2 separate regions of the Rattus norvegicus genome follow, and region 2 is linked to region 1. A link is a contact called in public Hi-C data. All regions are on one chromosome and are shown on one strand. The core of a region is the stretch at or near the end of the contact, and the rest is flanking DNA. Distances in the headings are between cores, read along the strand shown.

Region 1 (4,326 bases), core at 1,095-3,594:
CCTGGAACTCTCTATGTAGACCAGGCTGGCTTCGAGCTCACAGAGGTCAACCTGCCTGTGTCTCCCCCGTGCAGAGAGCTATGATGTGAGTCACCACGCTTATCTCAGCAAATGCTCTTACCTGCTGACTCATCCCTCCAGCCTGTTTGTTCCTTTCTGTTGGGTTAGCCTTATGCTGTAAAAACTCTGATGATTCCTTTACAGAATATGTGCTTTGCAAATACCTCTCCTTAGGCTGTCTTTTAATTTTTTTCCTCAGAGTTTAAGTGATTCATCAAACATAAAAATTATACATGCCAATGGTGAAATCTTGTATTTATTTTGATACATAACATGTTGTATAAGTTTAAATCTTGCTAACCATATGTGTCCCCCCAAACTTTTAACATTTCTTTAAAGTGAGTCCTTTTTTTTTGAAATGTGGAATGCATCCTTTAATTTTCTTAATGGCTCCTTTGGAGTAGCGAAGCTTGATTTTGATAAAGGCCAATGTCACACTTAAAATTTATAGGTCATGATTTTGGTGTCATGGCTAACAAATGTTTACATAACCCAAGGTGGTGGCATCTGTTTTTTTCTAGAACGTTTATAGTCTTATGATTTAAATTTTGATTATTATTCATCTTGAATCGTGGAGCTGGAGAGATGGCCTAGCGGTTAAGAGCACTGGCTGCTCTTGCAGAAGACCCAGGTTCAGCTCTCGGCACCCACCTACCTGTAATTCTAGTTCCAGAGGATCCAGTGCTCTCCTCTGATGTCCACAGGGAGCACTTATTCATATGGTATACACGTGTGCATGTAAGCAAAACACATGAAATACATGAAGAAAGAATAAACAAATCTGTCCTCCATTTTGAATTGTATGTGGGGTGAGGCGAGGGCCTCCTCCTCCTCCTCCCCTTCCTCCTCCCCTTCCTCCTCCCCTTCTTCCTCCTCCTCTTTCTCCTCTTCCTCCTCCTCTTCCTCTTCCCCTTCCTCCTCCACCTTCCTCCTCCCCTTCTCCCTCCCCCTTCCTCCTCCTCTTCCTCCTCCCCTTCCTCCTCCTATTCCTCCTCCTCCCCCTTCCTCCTCCTCTTCCTCCTCCTCTTCCACCTCCTCTTCCTCCTCCTCTTTCTCCTCCCCTTCCTCCTCCTCCTCTTCTTCCTCCTATTCCTCTTCCTCCTCCTCCTTGTCTTTTATGGTTGAGACAAAAGCATTGCTGGCTCAGGAGTCGCATACCACAGTGGTATCGGGGCACATGCTGCCACATCTTGAAGCTCAGCTACCCTGGAGCCATAACCTGACTAAGGTTATTATGATCCACTGTCACTCTCTACGCTGTCTGTTCTCCGAATCTGCTAAATAAGCAAGCTGAAGATGAGGCAGGAATGAGGCAGGACCAGCATTCTTCTGACCTTCCACAGTGGTATTGCTCTCTGCAGAGCCCCTAGGGATGCGGTATTGCCTCTTCCTGCAGGGAGGTTACAAGTTCAAGGCTTGCCTGGGCTGCAGAGTGAATTCAAGGTCATCCTGGAAAGTGCAATGAGACCCTTGTTCACTTCCAAACAGAAGGTTTAAAAGGACTGGAGTGCAGGGGTACAAAGCTTGTCTGGCATGCAGGAGACAGAGGTAACAGTCCCCATTATTGAAACAAAAGAGGAAAGGAAACATAGTTCCGACATCAGAGCTACCTTTCCTCCATGGTGCATGTCTTTGCAGACCCTCTACCTGGAACCTTTCCTCAGCAAACCACAGCACTAAATGCAGAATCTCTGCTTTGCAGACCACGACAACCAATTGGGCCTCATCTAACTTCATCTATATTCGTTCTTCTTCCAGTTCAGTGTGTTTAACTTATTCTTTCATATATTACATCCCCGACCTCAGTTTTTCTCCTACCTCTCCTCCCAATCTCCCCTCTACCTCTTCCCCCACCCCATATTCTTAATGTCCATTCCCAAACATAGTCCCTAGACTTCTGTCCTTATAGATTGGAATCTAAGTATATGTACCTTTTCTTGGGATGTAAGTACACCTTCTTATCGATCTCACTTTGTACCTCTTCTTTGGGACTTGAACTTGGGAATTTAGAAGCAATGAGGACCAGGCAGTGGGCCTTGAGATCACAAGTGTCTGGCCAGGTTCATTCAGGAAGGTTCATTACAGTTTCCTCAGGCGGGGGCAGTCACAAGCTCTCCACGTGGGAGTGAGAGGAAAGGCTGCTTTTACTGGCAAAGAGTGCTCATTTAGTCCCTGTTTTATTTGTCTAGGAGGAAATTCCAGCTCAGTCATTTGAAGGACTCTGTCTTGACCGGGAGATGTCGGTACTAAGTCATGGAGAGTCTCGTTGAGTTCTGAGTTGTCTTTAAGTACTGCCTAGTTAGCTGTTGGCCTAGGCAGCTGGCTGGGCTCTCTGTATTCCCTTCAGGTCTAAGTTCTGGTCCCAGCAATCCTTGGCGAGCATGGAGCCAGTGTCTGGAAGTGCATTTTTAACTTACTGCTCTTCCTGCCCCATGCCTCTGGTCTCTATTGTTCTGGTAAGGAGTCTGCTCTCCACTTTACCAAAGCTCTGGATAAGAAAGACGAAGCTTGGTTTCTTGATTGAAATAAGGGGTTGGAGAAAATGCAGGGAACGTTAGCACAGTTACAAGTTTCAGCCCCAAATTACACCGGCGATGAGATGATTACATCCCCGGAATGCCCTTTCCCCAAATGTATAAATAAATACACAGCTGCATCTACAATTCCCCAGAGCCAGGCATTATTCCCCCACCCCCACCCCTGCATCTCCTTGCCAGTCGTGGAGGCGAAGGCTTATGTTTGGAAGGTCGTAAGTATTACAGTCTGTGTGACTTTCCGCTTCTGGTACTAAACCTCATGTGTGACTTGTGGAGATGGCTGGCACCCAAAAGAAACAGGGACTTTGTGGCGAAAAGCTGCATGGGAGGCTTGCTGGCACTGCCTCAGCTGCTGGGCCACCTCAGCCAGGCTGCCAAGCGACTGTGGATTGTCCTGAGATTTTTGGGAAGGCTGGCCCAGGTTTCTAAGAAGAATTCTTTCCCACCATTTCCCTTGCTGGGCTCTTAGCAATTCTGCCCTTTCCACCAGCAGTCAGACACGTTAGATGACTGAAGGGTGCACTCGGCCTGGTGTCCCCCACATCAGAGAGGCAGCAGTGAGTCTGTGAGGGTCCCACACTCTCTGTCCTTGGAAGGAGCTTCCTATCAGCCCCTCGCCCCTGGCTAGGTTTGCTGAGCCCAGAAGAAAGAAGAAAGCGATTCTCTGCAGGCTACTAGAAAATGAAGCGGGAGGAGCCGCAGCCCAACCTCACCCTGCTGGGTCCTCCTAGCCTTTCTTTGATGTAGGAATGTCTGCTTGGAATGTCTAGCCTATTCTGTCCTGATGAAATCCTACTTAAACTCTGAAGCTCCGTGAAGAGACCACATTTTCTAGGAATTGACTCACCCTGGTTCCTATAGCTTTGTGGTCCTATCTTATCAAAACATATCAGAGTGAGTTGTTTATCTGCCTGAGTGCAAGACAAAATCCTTTAGCCCTTAGGGTGGTGTCTGAACACAGAGACAGCAGGGACATCTTGATACACTACTACTGATTAGCTAGTTAGCAAGTACCAGGCACAGGGCTGGGACTCATTGTTTGTGACATTGCTGAATCCCCGTGACATTTTTACAGGAAACTACTGGTCTCATCTAGTTGGGTGAGGTATATTGAGCTTTATAACCTGTTTGAAGTCTCATGGGTAGTAGGTGGAACTAAGATTCGAACCCACATTGTACAACATTTAAAAGAACACCACTTAATCAAAGGTATAGCATTTTAAGAAGACGTTTGAACAGAAGACCGAATCATTCTGTTGATGCACGGGCACACTCTCCCTTCCCACTGAGCCCGGCGGGGCTGCTCCCCATTTCAGTGAACTCTGAGTTCCGCAGGGGCTGCACTGATTTGTGCTCACCAGCAGTGTAAGCAGATTCGTCCCCACCCCCACGCTTCACTAACACTTCTGCTTGTATTAATTATTAATCATTAACTAATTAAACGCTAACCATTCTGAAATATGGTTTTGACTTGTATCTCCCTCATGGCTAAGCATTTTCCCCCCATCCATTTATTCCCTAATTACTTCAGACCAACACACCTTTATCGAGTAGCTACTACGGCAAGATACAGAGGTTAGCACAACATGACTCGAGTCACATTGAAATTTGCCCTTGCATTAAAGCACATCCCTGTGACCAAGAGAGGTAAGGGTGTTGGGGCTTCAGGAAGCCTCAGAGAAAAGAGATTTTGATGGGCACAACACAACAGTGGTGGCTATGAAGCTAA
Region 2 (3,836 bases), core at 46-2,545, 94 kb after region 1:
TATTCCCTGACACTTTCCAAAATCCACTTCTGAAAAAGTAAAAGGCAGGAGTGGCGTTGTGCATTTGTAATCCCAGCTCTGGGAGGCAGAGGCAGGCAAGGCACCTGGGCATCTTGTCCAGCCAGCCTAGCCTAACCTAGTCACCACTGAGGGACACTGTGGAGGAGTAACAGGCAATGTTGTCCTCTAGCCTGTACATGTATATGCACATACCTGCATGTGAACCTGTAAAACACACACACACATACACACACACACACAGACACACACAGACACAGATACACATACACACAGACACATACACACACAGAGAGACACACACAGACACATACACACACAGAGACACACAGACACACAGACACACACAGAGATACACACACATACATACACACACAGAGAGACACAGACACAGTCACAGTACACACAGACACACACAGACACAGATACACACAGAGACACACACACAGACACAGATACACACACAGACACAGATACACACAGACACACACACAGACACAGATACACACACAGACACAGATACACACAAACACACAGACATAGATGCACATAGACACACACACAGACACACACAGAGATACACACACACACACACACACACACACACACACACACACACACACAGAAAACATACCATTTGGTCCCTAAGTTCTGGGAAATCCTCATGAAGCACATTGGAGAGGCTGAACTCAACCTTCATACTGCACAGCCCAGAGGCCCCTTGTCTCCTGGGACCTTTAGGGGATTTGTAGCTCCTCTGGAGGGTTTCTGATGGTTATGGAGTCAGCGAGATGTGGCTTCATAGCTCTGTTTCTTACTAACTGAGAGAACACAAGCAAATGGCCTAAGCTTCAATACTGTCTCCAGTAACGGTTTAGTTACTGAGTTAGTAGAGATGTTAACTGACCCTAAGTACAGGCTTGCTGAGCATTTGAATGAAGAATAGCTAGAGTTACTGGTGGCTTGCCGTTGATCCCGTGTATGTTGAGCTTTGTTTTTGGTCAAATAAGTAAATCATTGTGAAGACGGTGTTTCAGTGGACAGGAAGCGTGTTTCTTACATAACGCAAAGATCTAGCTTGCAAAAGAGTCCCTCTTCGAGTTCAATGTAACTGTGGTGCTGATTCAGAATCTTTATGGCTGTGATTACCCCCTGTAATTACTCCTGCTTTCCTCAGTGGGAAGGGAGCTGTCCCCCATTCTGCTACCCACAGGAGCGACCGCCCTCAGGTGTAAAGTCCAATCACCAGGTGCACTCACACAGAGGTGCATTCCTGAGCCCTGAGCGTGGGGCCGGTGTTTGTCCTCTCCTTATAAGGAATGAGTTATCGGCAGCCTTGCAGGAAGGGTCACGGCTGTTTCTCTTCTCAAGTGGCTGAAATCATCATTCTCCTCAGAGGGGTGGGGTAGTGATTAAGTAGGCTATCCATGCCAGCGTTGCTGTCCAAGTATGAGGATGTTTACAGACCTTGCGACAGAAGTGGAGATTTTGTCTGATCCCAGGGACTCCCAGAAGACACTCTCAAGAATCCCCTACCACCATCCATCCAATAGCGGAAGATCAGCCAGAAAAGCCATGTCACCAGCTTGTGGCCGTAAGAGTTGGCCTCATAGGATGAGCTGGAGTCATGACATCTCCGAGGACTGAGGGCTATGCCTAGTTTCTGGCCACATCCCCTGTATCTTAAAGGGAACAGATCATGCCACATGTTTTCACTGCGAGGATGCCCTACCTCCCTACTACCCAGAAGCCCCAGTCATGAGAACCCTCTGTGAATGTGAGCTAAAATAGAGCCTGTCTCTTGTATGGTGTTTACGTCAGCGTTTTGTCCCGGAGATGAGAATGATAATTAACACGGTCCTTCTCTCCTTCTTTGACATTCATTCTTAGTTGCTGCAGAAGCAAAGAAAGACAACAGGCCCGGGGACACAGCGATGAATCCTGGCTTTGAACAGGGAGTGTCTCTCAAAACCTCCTATCCTGGGTCCCGGTGCAACCATACTGAAAAGTGGTAGGCATTCGGGAAGTGGGGCTCAGAGGATTAGAACTCGAGGAAGTAGAGTATCTTCTACAAGGGTGATTTGCTACAGAGAGGCGAGTGTGGGCCCCACCTGAACTCTCTCTCACTGCTTCTCTCATGGCTTGATCATCTCTGCCTGTACTACTACTGCTGCTCCCACACACTCTTCTAAACCAAGACGCCACTTACCATGCTGTGACTTAGCCAGAAGACCCTTCCCAGAGGCAAACACATAGAACTGCTTGATCTAGGATTTCCAGTCTTCCAAACTCCGAGCTAAATGGACCCCCTTCACTTCTAAAGACATTCAGCATCAGGCATCTTGTCACAGCAGAAAAAAAAAAAAGACTACGTCATCTTCAAATCTTTGCTTTTCACCCCTGCAGGTGCAAGCTAAATCAGGACAACTTGTCTGATTAGCAAGTTGGTGACATTGCTCATGTTGGTACATGGATAGCATTTATAGCAACGGGTACTCTAATTCTCTGCCTTTCTTCTGGTTCTTTGAGATCTGAGGAGGGATAGAAACACCACTGTGCACAGAGGAATGCTCCAAGGGGACCTTGTACTGGTGTCCGAGTAGAACCCAGCTGGGAGCTGAGGGGTACTCAAGGCTGCTGGTACCAGGGCTGGACCGATGCGCTGTGCATCTCTTGAGACACTGGCGTCTGAGATTATAGCATCTGAGACCCCACTGTCAAAAGTTAGATCTTCTGTAGTAGCATTGAGATCATCCCACTGACGTTCCTAGAATAAAACCAAACCAAACCAAACCAGATTTCTACCCTAAGTAATGAGGATAGGATAGAGTTTAAGAAGTTTTTAGAATACTTCTTTACACAAATAGAACAGTTGGACAAGCTGTGAAATGTCCACATGCTCTGTGTGTGTAACCACTTATTCAAAACCTCTCTGGACTACACTATTTCCAGGAAAGTGTCTCTTCTAAGAAATGTGGACTTTGTAAGAAACTACAGCTATTTTTGTCTTTAAAGAGCTACATAATGCACTCACTAGCAAAACTAAGAAGCTCACATTTAAATGGAAATCCCTCATGGGTAGTATGGCCTTCAAGGAGTGCGAACATGGATTCTGAATTGGATGGGGTTTCTATCGTTATTTGTGATATTATGGAAGGGTTGCTGGATCTTAACTCATGGACATATGTATTATATAAGAAGCAAGACATGGTTTACTACATGTTACCACAGTAAACAGTCATTATTGACATGCGTGCCTGTGTTACTAGAGAGTGAACGTAGGGCACTGCACGTGCTGGTTAAGTGCTCTACCACTAAACTAGATTTTTAGTCTTCAAAAATTCTTTGTTTTATTTTTATTTGTGTGTGTGTGTGTGTGTGTGTGTGTGTGTGTGTGTGTTCCCCATTGTGTGTGTCTGAAGACAACTTTGAGTGTTTGTCCTCTCCTTCCTCCCTGTTTGTGACAGACTATCTTGCTTGCACATCGTGCACCAGGCAAGCTTGATCGGGTGCTGCCAAGGATTCTTCTTTCTCTACCAGCCTCTTGCTAAGGAAGCACTGGGGTTACAGATGTGTGCTATTTCATCCTCTTTTACATAGATTTTGGGGTTCAAACGCAGATAGTTGAATGGGAAGCCCTTTAATCACTGAGTCATCTTCCCCCCCCCCCTCTCTCTCTCAAATTCATCAACAGGTACACAGGTACCATCCTTCTGCAAAAGACAAAAGATGGATGTGTGTTTTTAGGAGTCCTTGACTTAAACGTTCTTTGCAGTGGCTAATTTGTAATAAGTTTATTATATATAGACTTCTAATAT

Evidence for each region. A called contact is a pair of places that touch in the nucleus more often than the background predicts.
Region 2: a contact with region 1 is called in a Hi-C map of liver, with 2.9 times the contacts expected there. The contact joins two enhancer-like sites. A contact is called at or near these places in 2 of 12 Hi-C or Micro-C datasets (both in liver).

Annotation. Positions count from the first base shown.
Region 1 is chr2:212,333,762-212,338,087 of GRCr8, forward strand. No RefSeq gene overlaps it. Among named protein-coding and RNA genes, the nearest start is that of Slc44a3, 23 kb to the left of the region's middle. Within about 2 kb of position 2,345, at least 28 of the 93 cell types and tissues checked have an H3K27ac peak or open chromatin away from gene starts, as enhancers often do. A contact at or near this core is called in liver, where this site is marked.
Region 2 is chr2:212,428,391-212,432,226 of GRCr8, forward strand. No RefSeq gene overlaps it. Among named protein-coding and RNA genes, the nearest start is that of F3, 81 kb to the right of the region's middle. Within about 2 kb of position 1,296, at least 7 of the 93 cell types and tissues checked have an H3K27ac peak or open chromatin away from gene starts, as enhancers often do. A contact at or near this core is called in liver, where this site is marked.